2 separate regions of the Mus musculus genome follow, and region 1 is linked to region 2. The links are chromatin contacts, called in public Hi-C maps. All regions are on one chromosome and are shown on one strand. Each heading gives the region's core, a stretch centred on a gene start, on an enhancer-like site or on the middle of the called end of the contact. The rest is flanking DNA. Distances are from core to core; before and after follow the strand shown. Region 1 overlaps Ext1 (exostosin glycosyltransferase 1). Region 2 has its middle 68 kb from the start of Gm41323.

Region 1 (6,582 bases), core at 1,226-3,725, 220 kb after region 2:
CAATTATAAAAACATAGGCATCATCAAAGCTCATGGGGCCGGGTACTCAACAGGTGGCATTGCATACAATTCAATGAGTTAAGGAAATGATATAGATTTCAACCACTTACTTGTTTGTTTGTTTGTTTGTTTGTTTGTTTGTTTGTTTAGATAGGGTTTCTCTGTGTAGCCTTGGCTAACCTGGACCTTTTTGTAGACCAAGCTGGCCTTGAACTCACAGAAATCTTCTGCCTATGGAGGCAGTGCTGGAATTAAAGGCATGTGCCACAATCACCCGGCTAAGATTTCAATCTTAAATGGGAAATTTAACCATAAAATAGTGGAATCAAGAAGATTCAAAATACACAGGGGACAGCGGGGGTAAGGGGAGCCCTTGGTAAGCTTTAGGAAAAAGATCCTATCAAAGGGAGAAAGTGCAAAATGGACAGCAAAAATAATGACTTGTTAGCACTGGTATCTGTGAAAGTTCTGGAATTTTGGTTTCTTTAAAAAAACACAGAAATATTATAAGAATATGTTTTCGTTTTAACCTCATGTGTGCGTTATAGGGCTGCTTCGGGCTGACCACAGCAGCTGACTATGATTTGCCTCATGCTCTACCAGGCGTGTTGTTTTGTCATGGTGTGACATTTGGAATTCTGGGAACTTCTCACAGGATATGTAAATGCTAGGGCCCCAGAGGCGGGAGGGGGGGGGAGGAGGGGGGCGGGCGGGGGTGATTGTTGGTCATTCAGAGAAGGTTAGATGTGGTTTATTAGCAGTCTTTCAAAGACGAAACAAAAGGAAACAAATTAGATTAAGGGATCTCTCTCTCTCTCCCTCTATCCTTCTTTTTCTCCTATGTAGTGACAAGGGGTAAAAACCAGGGGAATAAAGGGTGAGAAAAAGAGAAGTAAGGACCAGCTATAGGTATCCTAGGTCTGACTCGAGGAGGGAGCACGGCCCTGACACTGGGGTCTTGGTGTTTTTATTGAGATACACAGAACAGCAGAATTAAGTACTCAGACCTCAGACTTTTCATCTACCTAGTATGTCTCCACGTGCCTGTTCATAGAGGATTTCACACACCCTAGTCAGGTAGGGTTATTTGTTTTCTCTGTTGTGATATTTTAATGTTAGTAGAAAAGGGAATTATCAAATTCTGGGATGAAATCAGAGTGAGTATTAATAATGAGTTGAGGTGCTATGGAGATCCGCAACCACCCACTTCCATAAAAAGGAATGAACACTGTCATAGACAGGGCAGATTAATACTTGTATCACGAAGCACTGTCAACCAGAGTTCAGTTTTAGCTTCCCTAAATCACTGTCTGGTTTGGGATTTGACCCACAGAGGAAGAAACAATGTGCAGTTCATCTAAGTAGCCCCAGATCTACCCCCGCCCCCAACACTAGTGCTCTGCCGTGCACACACAAAATACTTCAAACCTGAAGGCTCAGGGGGAAGCCAGCCACCATTAGGCTTCTCTCCTCCAGTGAAACTGCAGATCTTCCTTAGTAGTGCTAGTCCCCAACCTGGGTATTCAACCAAGGAGTAAATGGAGACACCATGCTGCCCTGGCCTTCATTTCCTTTCACATGAAAGAGCTGTCACCACAGTCATTGTCTAGGGCTGTGAAATGTGGGTCTGTCTGGAGAGACCCACAGAATGCAGGCCTTCTGCTTCCTGTGACATGAAGGAGTCTCTTTCCTGATGTAGAGTGGGAATGCTACCACCAACCTGACTTCATACCTAGCGTCAGTCTGAGTGTCTGTCCCGGTCCTCGCCTTGTGATGTCTAAGCAACCACATTGCAGCTCTCCCATCATATCATCATACTCGTATTTCACACATCCTTCTTCCACATGCTTACAACATGAAGACTGAGCAATAACAAGCCCCCCCTACCCCCCACCCCATCAGCCTCCCCCAGCCATAAATCTCCCCTTTGGAATCTTAATTTCAAATGCTGAGATACATTAAGGAGTCCAATGTTTGTATTTAACTATGCAAAAGTACTTCTTATCTGAAAGTTTCTCTCTAAGTTACAACTCTGGAAAGGATAAAGAAGGAAGGAAGGAAAAGAAGAAAGGAAAGGGAGAGGAAACACCGTGGAGTTGGTGAGATGGCTCAGCAGGTAAAGGCCATGGACAGCAAGGCCAACAAACTACATTTGATCTCCGGTCCCACTAGGTAGACAGAAAGAACTCCCCAACACTGTTCTCTGACCATCAGAAAACTGACTTCACGGTACAAAAAAGTGTGTCCACATACAAACATTAACTAAGTAAATGCAAGTCTTACATTCAATACGAGAAAGTGAGACAGGGGAGTGGGACAGGAAGAAGGTTCTGTTTCTCTCTGGGGATGTGGTGGGACAGCAAGGGAAGCTCCGAAGTGTTTATCTACAGATGAGTCTTAGCTACATGAGTCACACTCTTAGTGCTGACCTCCTGAGACATATTTCTACTGACTGTCTCCAGAAAATAGAGACACTGGGAAGGCTAGGTCTGGTTTGTGGCCAACCAACCAGTTCCATGACTAATCCACACATTACAGTAAGTATGAGAGGGGAAACTGCACTTCTGATAGACCGCTTTTAGGTTTGATAATTCCCTGCAATCTTGCCATAGAGATAGGGCAAGATATAATAAGACCCAAGGAGACAAAATATCAGAGCAGAGAAGCTTCCGAGGTTTGCCACTTGGACAAGTAGAAGGGATTCTAAGTGACAGGCCCAGCTTTTGGTCCCTGACCGTAAGACATTGCTTTATTAGGTTAAAATGCAAAAAGATCACATGATCTCTACAAACAGGCTGATAGACTCCAAAAGGAAAGAGGGTGATGGAAAGTGTAGGGAGGGGGGACCAAGGAAGCTGGTTAGTGGAAGCAAATAAAACAAGCAGTTCTTTAAAATGCAAAACAGAGTCTGTACCTCCATGTCTCCCTTGTACCTGGGCTCTAAAGTAACCTTAGAGAAGAAAGATCCTGTGGATCTGGGATGGAGAGTTGGCTCAGCACTTAGGGGCACTTGTTGAGAAAGACCAGGGTTTGATTCCAGGCACCTACACGGAGGCTCACCACTTCCTCGTGCACCAAGCTAGAAAGCGGTGCACACATGCAGTCAAAACACTCATACACATAAAATAATAAAAATAAATCTAAGAAATTAAAAAAACAAACAAACGAACAAAAACAAACAAGAAGAATGAAGAAAAGAGGAGGGTCATAAGGATCATGTGCAGAGAGTTCCTGTTGACCTCTTGGTCTACATCTGCCTACATCCAGCCTATTTGGAACAACTCTACCCCCATCTCCTCACATGGCCGATTCATCCTGATTTTCTGTCTCCGTTCAAAAGCTACCACCTCGGAGACCTTCTTGAATTGTCAGAGCTTAAAACCACTGCCTCTCTGACTAACCCAGGTATTTTTGAATCACTGTACCCTGTCTGTGTCATCGGTAACGTTGCAAATTTCTAATGATAAGGTTACAGTATACAATTATGCATTTAACTTTCAATTGAAAATAATTGGTATTTGCAAGCTCCAGGAGTGCCGAGATCAGGATGTCTTTTTGGCAAGCTTCCACTGCTTGCTTCCACACAGCTTGCTTCCTGGCAGGAGGTGGTGACCCAGGAGGGATCCACCCCGTCCATATTCCCTGACCCTGGACAGGAGCTTCTCTTTGACGGTTACCACCAAGCAAAACTTGAGAAACAGCCACACAGCAGTGCTGAACAGCCTCCAGATTTTAAGTCACACTAAGCTAGCTAATGAGCAGCTGTTTCTCTTCGGGAGAGACCTTGAGAGAGGAGAATCCCATCCCTAAGCGTACACAATTAATGCCACTGTTTGAAAAAGTAAGTCCTTACAAACTGTGTGTATGCCTTTTCTGTTTCTCTTCCAAACTCAATATATGGAAAGCCTGCCCAGAAAGTTTGCTGAAGAACTAGTCTCTTTCCACTTTCCCATCATCTGTGTTCTAATCCAAAGGTCTGAACTTTATCCCACCCACTCTTTCACTAGGGAAGGTTGAGAATATGCCCCACCCCCACCCAGATTGCCCATTCCTTCCCCCCTCCCCCCTCAGTGACTCGTAAAGTGGAAACTTCACTCTGGTTCTCCAACACTGTTTTCATTCACAGCAGCTGGAAGACAGAGGTCACTGTCCTCTCTCCTGTAAACAAAAAGGCCAAGCTGCAGTCCTCAGGCACCCGGGGAAACACACATCCCTGCTGGGAGGGCAGCCCCATGCAGGGACTGCACAGCAGGGTGGTGTTTGCTGTGGGCCAGGAAGCGGTCCTCTGCTGTCTGTGGCTATGCTGTCATTCATGGAAAAGCCAGATCCATCAGTAGCTTCCTTTTCAAGGGACCATTTGCAGGTTTATTGACTGCCCAAATATGGTGTCTTCTATCCAGAGGCTGGGTGAGCCTACGCCTCAAGAGTGAAGCCATGAGGATGTGAACAGACTTAAAGAGTATTATGTCCGTAGGAAAATGTCTGCAGACATCATAATGTTCCTAAATGGGTTTTTGTTTTTAAACTGCTGCCGTTGTTTGTTTGTTTGTTTTTAAAAGTTATCAGGTTTGACTTTACTAATAAGGAAACTACAGTATTCAAAGGAGAGGAGGTTGTAACTAATCTTTGTGCTGTCTATGGAGGACGAACGGCTAAGCAAATTATAATGCATGAATAAGGCCATTCCAAGAATAGATAAAACACTTGGCAGAAACTATTTTGGGTCCCCTGTAGTACTTTGGAGCTACCCATTAATTTATAAACAGTTGATCTACTAATTACAAAACCTTTTTATCTATTCATTTCACTGGGTCCCTAAGGAGCAAGGCAAGCAACGCTGATAGTTCCTCCTGGTTGGCACTGACCGGCTCTCTGCACTTACAGAAACTGTAAACAGATCCTTTTAAAGGAAGAACTTTATAGTCTCTGTAATTTTTAAGATTTAAATGGCATGCAGAGCAACAGGTTTGCATATGGCATTTTCATACATACTCAGACTCGGTTGATTCTTTGTCCTCCCATCGGCATGGCCCTGCCCCTGCCCCACTATCATCCTCAACCCTCAGCAATGGCCCTTGTATTGCTCACATGGCTTCCCTTATAGCCTCTGTTTTTCCCCATCTCCTGGGCCCCTTTCTAGCTTGATGACCACTACCCGCTGCCACCCCCAGCCCCCATCATCCAACATATCCAACAACTAGACGGTAGAATTCACACGTTTTGTTTTTATCACCAAGGTAATCAATTACCATAAACAGAGCAACTGGAAAGACCACCCACTGACTGTTGGCTCACAGACACAATTTGGCTGACTCTACCACCCAGGATTGCACAAGGTATAGTTAAAATTGTGTTGTCCTTTGGAGCTATGGGTCTCGGTCTAGGAATGGTGTGGCAGAATTCCTTAGGTCTCTGTTTGCATATTGCCCTCAGTTAAAAGCTAGTCTCTGCTATCAGAGGACACCTGACTTTCTTGTCCACTCTCTCCCTTTTTAAAAGCAAGGAGATGCTCCAGCCCATGTCAATCCTTATCTGCAGGACATATGTAGTACCTTCTGAAGGCTCCAGATCATCAGAATAGGATAGGTCTCGTCACAATAATCTAATAGATAATTCCTATCTCTAAGGTCTTAATTTTATCTACAAAATCATCCTTTCGGAGTAGCCCTTATACGTTTATTCAACAAGACAACTGGAGAGTATGAGTCTAGTAGAGTATGGAAGTCTTGGGGACCATGTTAAAATTCCATCTACCAGGCTGGAAAGATGGCTAAGCAAAATAAGGCACAAGCTGCCAAACCTGAATCGTTAGCCACATGATGAAAGAAAGGGACCTGGCCCCTGGAAGTTGTCCTCTGATTTCTAGGAGAGGAAGAGCTCTCTCTTCCCTTCCCTCCCCCCCACAAATAACTGTAAAGTTGCTTAAAAATTGGTGCATGCCTTTAATCCCAGCACTTGGGAGGCAGAGGCAGGCTGATTTCTGAGTTCAAGGCCAACGTCTACAGAGTGAGTTCCAGTACAGCCAGGGCTACACTGAAAAACTCTGTCTCAAAAAAAAAAAAAAAAAAAAAAGGGGGGGGGGAGAAAAAAAAAAGAATTTGACTTCTTCCCATCACTCAAAGTTGGTCACAAAACCTTAAATTCAATATTCTACATACTTCAATAATTTGACTTAAGGTTCCCTTCCTCCCAAATAAGATCTATGATCTTCTTGAAGGGGTAGCTGATATGATTTGTCCTTTTCTTTTTTCAACATGCTACCATCATCCAGGGTATATTAGGAAGAGTCTCTAATATCAGCCTTAGTGACCAGGACAAGTAAGGGGGAGGGGGGAGAAGAGGGAGAGAAAGAGGGAGTGAGCGATAGAGAATCCAAACTTGTATTTGCTAACTCAGACATAATAGCTTTAACGTCACACATGAGCACTTAATAGCTCCCTTTCCCACTAAAAAGACAGAACTGGTCTTGGCGGAAGCCAGGTCAATATTGCAGACATCAAACAGTCCAATACCGTTTTAATGGAAACATTTAGAGCCATGCAATGAGAACACATGTGTGCATTTGCTTCAAAGGGTTAGAGA
Region 2 (7,007 bases), core at 3,309-5,808:
AAGCCTATTTTTAAGATCTTACTAGCAGTCCTTCTATTAATTTGAAAAATGCAGATATAAAATATGGGAATAAGAAAAGACAACAATTAAAGCATGCTCTTTTTAAAGGGGGAGTGAAGGGGAGGAGTATTCATATTATAGGGACTAAAAGGGCCAGTAATTTCAAACATTAAGTAGACTTTTTCCTTTTTCAAATAAAGCTTTTATTCTTTAATGCAAGGGGTATACACCTATAGGTAAAATACAATCCCTATCTTGTTGCTTTTGAAAAGTCCATTCATTGTCAAAACAAACTAAAAACAAACAAACACAAAAGTTGTTTGTATAGTAGGAACAAAGGGATCTGATAAAATCATTTTTAGGTAATATAGACATTTTTAGATAGTGCATTTAGATAGTATAGGCCATTTGTGAAAACTACTCATGTTGAACACAAGTCATCAATGCACCCAGCATGACCACTTTTTATGTTACTATCAAATGTTTATATTTTGGAAAGTGAGGGTGAGAGAAAGAGCACTTCAGCCAAGGCTTTTGGCTACTTAAAGATCATGCCTGCATTAATTCAAGGAATAATTCATGAGCACCTATAGCAATGAACACAAGAACCAAGTGTCTTGAGAGCTGTATTCTGGGGTCATTGAAATCTGGTGGTAGGAAATCTCACTTTGGTGGCCATGGACAAAGCATGAGTCCACAACTTCAGTCACTTCCCCAAACAAAGCCTGCATGACAGTATCTGAAATTTGTGTCCCTTCTCCCCTCTAGTTGTCTGGGATGGGGCCATAGGACTGATTCAGTCCTAGAGAACAGTAGGGAGTACAGAGCCTTATCTTCTTGGAATGTTTGTTTTAGGGACTCAGACCTGACCTGTATCTCAAGCACTGTGTTGGAAGAATTCCAAACCAGCCATGTACAGGAGAATCAGGACCCTCACTGAGTGTTCTAGCTGTGGGTTCTGCACTAACAGGCAATAACAATTTGTCAGCCATCTTAGCTAAGTGAGTCAGCTGGGTACAAGAGCGATTTTGCTGGCTCTTTGGAAACTCCCATGACAAGCAACACTGGCCAATGCTACTTGCTACTTGAAGTTGAGAGAAGTAAACATAAATTCATTCTCTCTCTCTCTCTCTCTCTCTCTCTCTCTCTCTCTCTCTCTCTCTCTCTCTCTCTCTCTCCCTCAGAGAAACTGAGGCTAGGACTATCTACTGACTACTGCTCTATGTGTCTTTTCAAGTTAGGAAAGCTTTGAATAGCAGAATCTCTACTTATTGCAACATATCCTGTGTTTTCTTACATATTAGGAGTAATGACTACAAAAAGAAAAATGAAAAGACAGAAGAGGTGCATGGAGGTGGATTTCATGAGGGAGACAGAGGTCGGCCTTCGCAGTTGCTGCTGCTTCTAACCCTCCCTTGTGGCTCTCCTCTAGCTGATAATAACCATTCATTTTGAAACCTGTCAGCCACCCTAAATCATGAGTGCTTGATAAAAGGGATCCTCTTCTAGGTACATTTGCAGCTCCATTTTGTGGAGTACTGGCAAGTGCCTTGTTTTTGTGACTGAGGGTGAATGAGCGAATGTCCTGATTTCTGTGGTCCTCTTAGTTGCTGTCATCTCTACTCTGTGTCCAAATCCCTTGTTCTACCTCTTCATATTCAATGGGTCATAAATCATGATGTCACAAGAAGGCGTAGAGAAAATTGCCTTTGGCCAAGGTACAGAATCCCAAATCCATGAATCCTGCCCTCCCACAAACTCCCTTTTTAAGAATCCCAAGTTATATGTAGAACAAAAACATAAAAAGTATGTGACTATTGCATAAGAACTCCACTCCAGTTATCAGTCTCCATCTTCAGCCCTGAAACTGGAGATGACTCGGAGGGCTCTGTCTAGGCCAAAAAAAGAAAAAGGTCACTTAATGAGCATCTCTTCTTTCCCCACTGGATCCATAGGTGCAGCAAAGTAAAATGAGTCCATGAAACTCACACTCAAAGGACACAAGCTCCAAAGAAGACATTTGCTATTTCAGGGGTGCCTCGTGTCAAGTACAGGGCATTCTTAGAACAGAGCATGGAACAGAAAGAGGCTCAAATGTTGCCAAAGGACTCTAGGGAAACTGCTTCCTCACAGCATCTAGGGGTTTTTAACCTTTTCTTATTAGCAAAGATGCTTGAATCTCTTGTCCGATGGCATACTAAATGATATTGACCTATTAGTATTTATCTGTCCAGGTAAAGTTGGAGTTGGGAATAGGATCAGAGCTTCATCCAGAGCCAAAATTGGCTTTGAAGTCACAGATACTGAAGATTTGGTCATGCTGAGACTCACTGACTTGTTTTCATCTGTAGCACCACTGCTCTACGGATCCCAGCTTTCCTGTCACGACTTTGGTGCCATCTGTTTTCCCTTGGCACTTGTCATACATGCTCCATAGCTCTCTGCCTTAAGTTTTTGTTGGTTCTGTCTTAAACACAGAGACCAGGTCTTTTACTCTGATCAATCTTGAGAGCTCCATGTATGACCACCCACTCTCCAGTTTTCTCTGCTGGAAGGTACAGATCAATCTATCCATACTTCCATATACACATATAATCAAAATCCCATACACCTCTTTGATGTTTTGACTCAGAACACAATGATCTTTGTCATTCTATGTTTCATACCTTTAATATCAATTGGAAGTATCTTTGATATAATATGAAAGTTTTCAAAGATGTAAGCCTTTCAGAGAAGAGGTGGAGGGGCTTCCCCTTACACTTTGCACCTCCCCATTTCAATCAGTTTTGCTAGAATAGTCATCTAAAACACTGAGACATGGTGTTCACTCTGAGGCCCTCCCTTCATCGCTGCTTTAGTCTCCTATCTTTAGAGCACGCACTGACAGCTCCCAAGACTGAACATGAGTTCATACCTAATGCCAAGCAAAGTCAGAATCAAGTATATCCATCACTCAACTAAAAGCACACTGGAACGGAGGACACGGTCAACCAGAGAGCATCTCTGAGCAGGGGTTGCTCTGGCGGGTATCTGATGGAGACACTGCTTTGTCATGCTTCTAAAGAGAATATAAGCAGACAGCCTCACAGTCTCGCAGGGAGAAATACTTCCAATTCTAGGAGTCAGCGCAGAGGAAAGACAAAGCAGACCACCCACAGCAACGATGCTATGTTATAATCCCCTCATCTGTCACCAGCATTCATACATTGACCTTGCCTTTAGCCTTCCTGGAGCTGGATCAGGTGCTCCATGCTACAGTTGGTGGAAACAGATATCACATGTCTATTCACTCACAGTAAGTCATGTAGCCTGAGAACTCCTGAAATGGTCTCTCCTTGATTTCTCAATCACCAGTGCACATAACTTCTCCAAATCAAAGCACCAGTAACAAAAGCCAGCCACGGGAGTCGAGTCAGGAGTTAGAGTGAGGCTGGGACTTCTGCCCTTTCCTCTTCATTTCCACTTTGTTTTATAAGCTAATGAGTGCATAATTTCCTTTGCCAGGATCTTCTGAAGGGTGTTTTGATTTTGGGTTAAGTTACCAAGGAGATTCTGAAACAGAAGGTGAACAAATCCTTTACTCACGGACACAAGGAAAGCTTGGGATAGTCCTCATTTGCTCCATCAGCCCCACTTCTCATATTTATATTTGAACTGCCATAGCCTGGGTTCTCATGGAGAAGAAGGACACTGGAATGTGCAGTAATGAGATAGACCTCTTCCTTCTAAAGCAAAGCAATCTACCTGTCCCATAAAGCTGACTGTGCTGCTAAAACATAGTGGCGGGGAAAGATGCCAAAATAAATCATTCACGAGATTTAAAGATGCTCCCCAAAGGAAGTGCTCTCTCATGAGGATAGTTAGAATATCTACCTGCCATTGAAGGATATGCAAGCCGCCCCTTACACCAATGTGAGCCTCTTGTAACCAGGGAGGGTCACAGAGATTCAATTCCATAAAAAGCAGCTTGTAAAAATAAAATTCAATTCTTGGCTTGTGTTGCAACACTTCCTCTGTTCCAAACTTAATACTGGAGCCACCCACAGGACCGCTGTCACAGCCAAATACAGTAGGGAATCAAGTCTTCTCACAGGAGGCCATCAAGAAGAGCCCCACTGCCAGCATCAGGTAACAGTACAAACAGGCTGTGGAGGCCCCAGAGCAGGATCGCTGTGTTTGCCTCATCTTGACAAGCCAGAGATGCTCTACAGGCCTTCTCAAAGTATTATTCATAAATATAATACTGTAGACCACAGAGACAGCTATTCCCTGGCACTCAGAACTTCTGACTCTGGAGGAAGCAATTCTCAGTTTGCCAGACTCTGTGAACCCAAAATGATGACCACAGAGAAAAAGACCTCTCATGTGATCTCTGTCTAACCCATAGTACTCATTCAGTTGCCGTGATGTATTTGCTCTCCTGTATAATTTACTAATGTTATCCAAATATAATTCTTCTCTTCTCAGCTAGACAGTAAATTATATGACGTCAGATACCGTCCAGCCCCAGACATCAACTTTAAGCTATTAGAACCAACCTCCTTAAACAAACTTCACATCATTTGCCTTCAAAGAGAGAACTGTATTCCAATATGTTGCATCATTCATGCCACAGTCATGATTCATTTGCTCTAATTTATATCATTTCTTGCTCCCTGAGCTGTTTTTCTCTTTTAATATTTCTCAATCTTCCTTCTTGTAAATGATCTAGTCTTGCTTCTTATATTAGCCTTGAACATGAGAATTTTCCGAGCATCTAACAAGAGAGCTGGCTCTGAAGACAAACATCCTGAATCTAAATCCTAATACCATTATGATGGTTTGTATATTCTTGGGCCAGGAGTGCCACTATTATGAGGTATGGCATTGTTGGAATAGGTGTGTAACTGGGGACATGGGCTTTAATACCCTAGTCCTAGCTGCCTGGAAGCCAGTCTTCTAGTAGCTTTCAGACAAAGATGTAGAACTTTCAGCTCCTCTTGCACCATATCTGCCTAGATACTGCTATGCTTCTGCCTTGATGATAATGGACTGAACCTCTGAACCTGTAAGCCAGCCCCAATTATATATTGTCTTTAAAAGAGTTGCCTTGGGCATGGTATTTGTCCATAGCAGTAAACCCTAATGATAACAAACACCATTTATCAACAAAGTGATCCTAGGAAAGTTATTTTAGTTTATGTAACCTTAGTTTTCTCAGCAATAAAATGATATCCATAACAGCACCTATTTTCTTGAATTGAGCAGATAAAATGGCTTTTTAAGCAAGACAATCTGAGTAATACCCAATACTATAGATGTGTTCAATAATTATCATAAGTTGAACAATTTTTGGCCCTTCACTGGCCATGTGGATGCTTTAATGTTTAGTGGACGTAACAATATTCAGTGTAGCTTGTCTCCCAGATAGTTTACACATGATAATCTACTCCAGGATTACTCCAAAAGATGGAAGAGACCACCTCCTCTTCTCTTACACAAACAGGACATCCTCTGCCTGATACAGAGAAAGTTTAGTGTGAACATCGTCTCATCTGGTGATTGATTTCTTGTGGGTCCCAGATTTATTAAATGGAGCACCACAGAGCTTTAGTAAAATTAAACACAAAAGAGTCTTCTTTTCCCCTATAGATTGATTTTCTATCAAAGAAACACCTAACTTGTGCTTCTCTGCACACTTAACACTTACAAGTATGCCATAACATTTCCTATACATCCAATCATGGTCTCCACCCTTGAGTGGACAGCAACTAGGACTTTTTTTTTTTTAGTATCATTATTTTGCCTCTTTTTTTTACTAGATATTTTCTTTATTTACATTTCATATGTTATCCCCTTTCTTGATTTCCCCTCTGAAAGCCCCATATCCCATCACTCCTCCCCCTGTTCACCCACTCCCGCCTCCCTATTCTGGCATTCCCATATACTGGGGCATCGAGCCTTCACAGGACCAAGAGCCTCTCCTCCCATTGGTGTCAGACAAGGCCTTCCTCAATTACATATGCAGCTGGAGCCCTGGGTCCCTCCATGTGTACTTTTTGGTTGGTGGTTTAGTCCCTGGGAGTTCTGGGGGTACTGGTTAGTTCATATTGTTGTTCCTCCTATGGGGCTGCAAACCCCTTCAGCTCCTTGGGTCCTTTCTCTAGCTCCTCTGTTGGGTCCAATGGTTGACTGCAAGCATCCACTTCTGTATTTGTCAGGCACTGGCAGAACCTCACAGGAGACAGCTATATCAGGCTCCTGTCAGAAAGCACTTGTTGGCACCCACAATAGTGTCCAGGTTTGGTAACTGTATATGCAACCAGAACTTTTTATTTAATCAGCTAATATTTATTTTCCATAGATCCTGCCTTACATAGTTAATGTCTGATATTAAAACAAGGCCGATGCACAAAAATGTAGGCATAAATTTTTTGCAACCTACTTTCAATAAAGGTTCAACTTCTTCTCTAGCTCACCACTCGGCAGAGGTAGTAGGAGAGAGGTTATTAGGATATGGGGGAAGTGGACCTGTTCAGTAATAGTTCTTAGGGGATAAACTTGCAGTTCAGTCCTGGAGCAGACACCAAATACAACTGAGCAGTTTCAGTCCAGTCTTTTTGGTAGGCAAACAACAGGCATTAACCAGCAGCTGTAGTTCTATCCTGAAGAAACCACAAAGCTTGCCAACCAACCTAAGGCAAGGCCAAGGCCTTGGAAGTTGCAAGCTGTTGCAAAAACCTCACAAGCAGCTTGTGGGTGAGTTTCTTTCAGTGGCAGCATTACCACAAGCTGAGCTCAACAATTCTATGTCAGGCAAATGCATGCTTGTAGTTAGAGGAGAATGGCAAGGCAGACCAAAAACAAACCAGTGTTCAGTGCTTGTCTCCCACTGTCTATCACTGTCTATGTGGTCATATTTATACTCCTTGATCAAGGATCCTTTCACTTCTATCAAAATATCCTTTCACCTATGTCTGCTTCAGGAAAACAGTCTTTCACCTGTTTGTTTTAGTAAGATATCTTTC

What was found. A called contact is a pair of places that touch in the nucleus more often than the background predicts.
Region 1: a contact with region 2 is called in a Hi-C map of embryonic fibroblasts, with 2.3 times the contacts expected there. The contact joins two enhancer-like sites. A contact is called at or near these places in 2 of 484 Hi-C or Micro-C datasets (adipose-derived mesenchymal stem cells and embryonic fibroblasts) and 1 of 115 datasets of contacts at active chromatin or transcription factors (embryonic stem cells).

What each region holds. Positions count from the first base shown.
Region 1 is chr15:53,220,161-53,226,742 of GRCm38.p6, forward strand. All of the region lies in intron 1 of Ext1 (exostosin glycosyltransferase 1), which reads right to left. Among named protein-coding and RNA genes, the nearest start is that of Ext1, 120 kb to the right of the region's middle. Within about 2 kb of position 2,476, at least 85 of the 459 cell types and tissues checked have an H3K27ac peak or open chromatin away from gene starts, as enhancers often do. A contact at or near this core is called in embryonic fibroblasts, where this site is marked.
Region 2 is chr15:52,997,578-53,004,584 of GRCm38.p6, forward strand. No RefSeq gene overlaps it. Among named protein-coding and RNA genes, the nearest start is that of Gm41323, 68 kb to the left of the region's middle. Within about 2 kb of position 4,559, at least 31 of the 459 cell types and tissues checked have an H3K27ac peak or open chromatin away from gene starts, as enhancers often do. A contact at or near this core is called in embryonic fibroblasts, where this site is marked.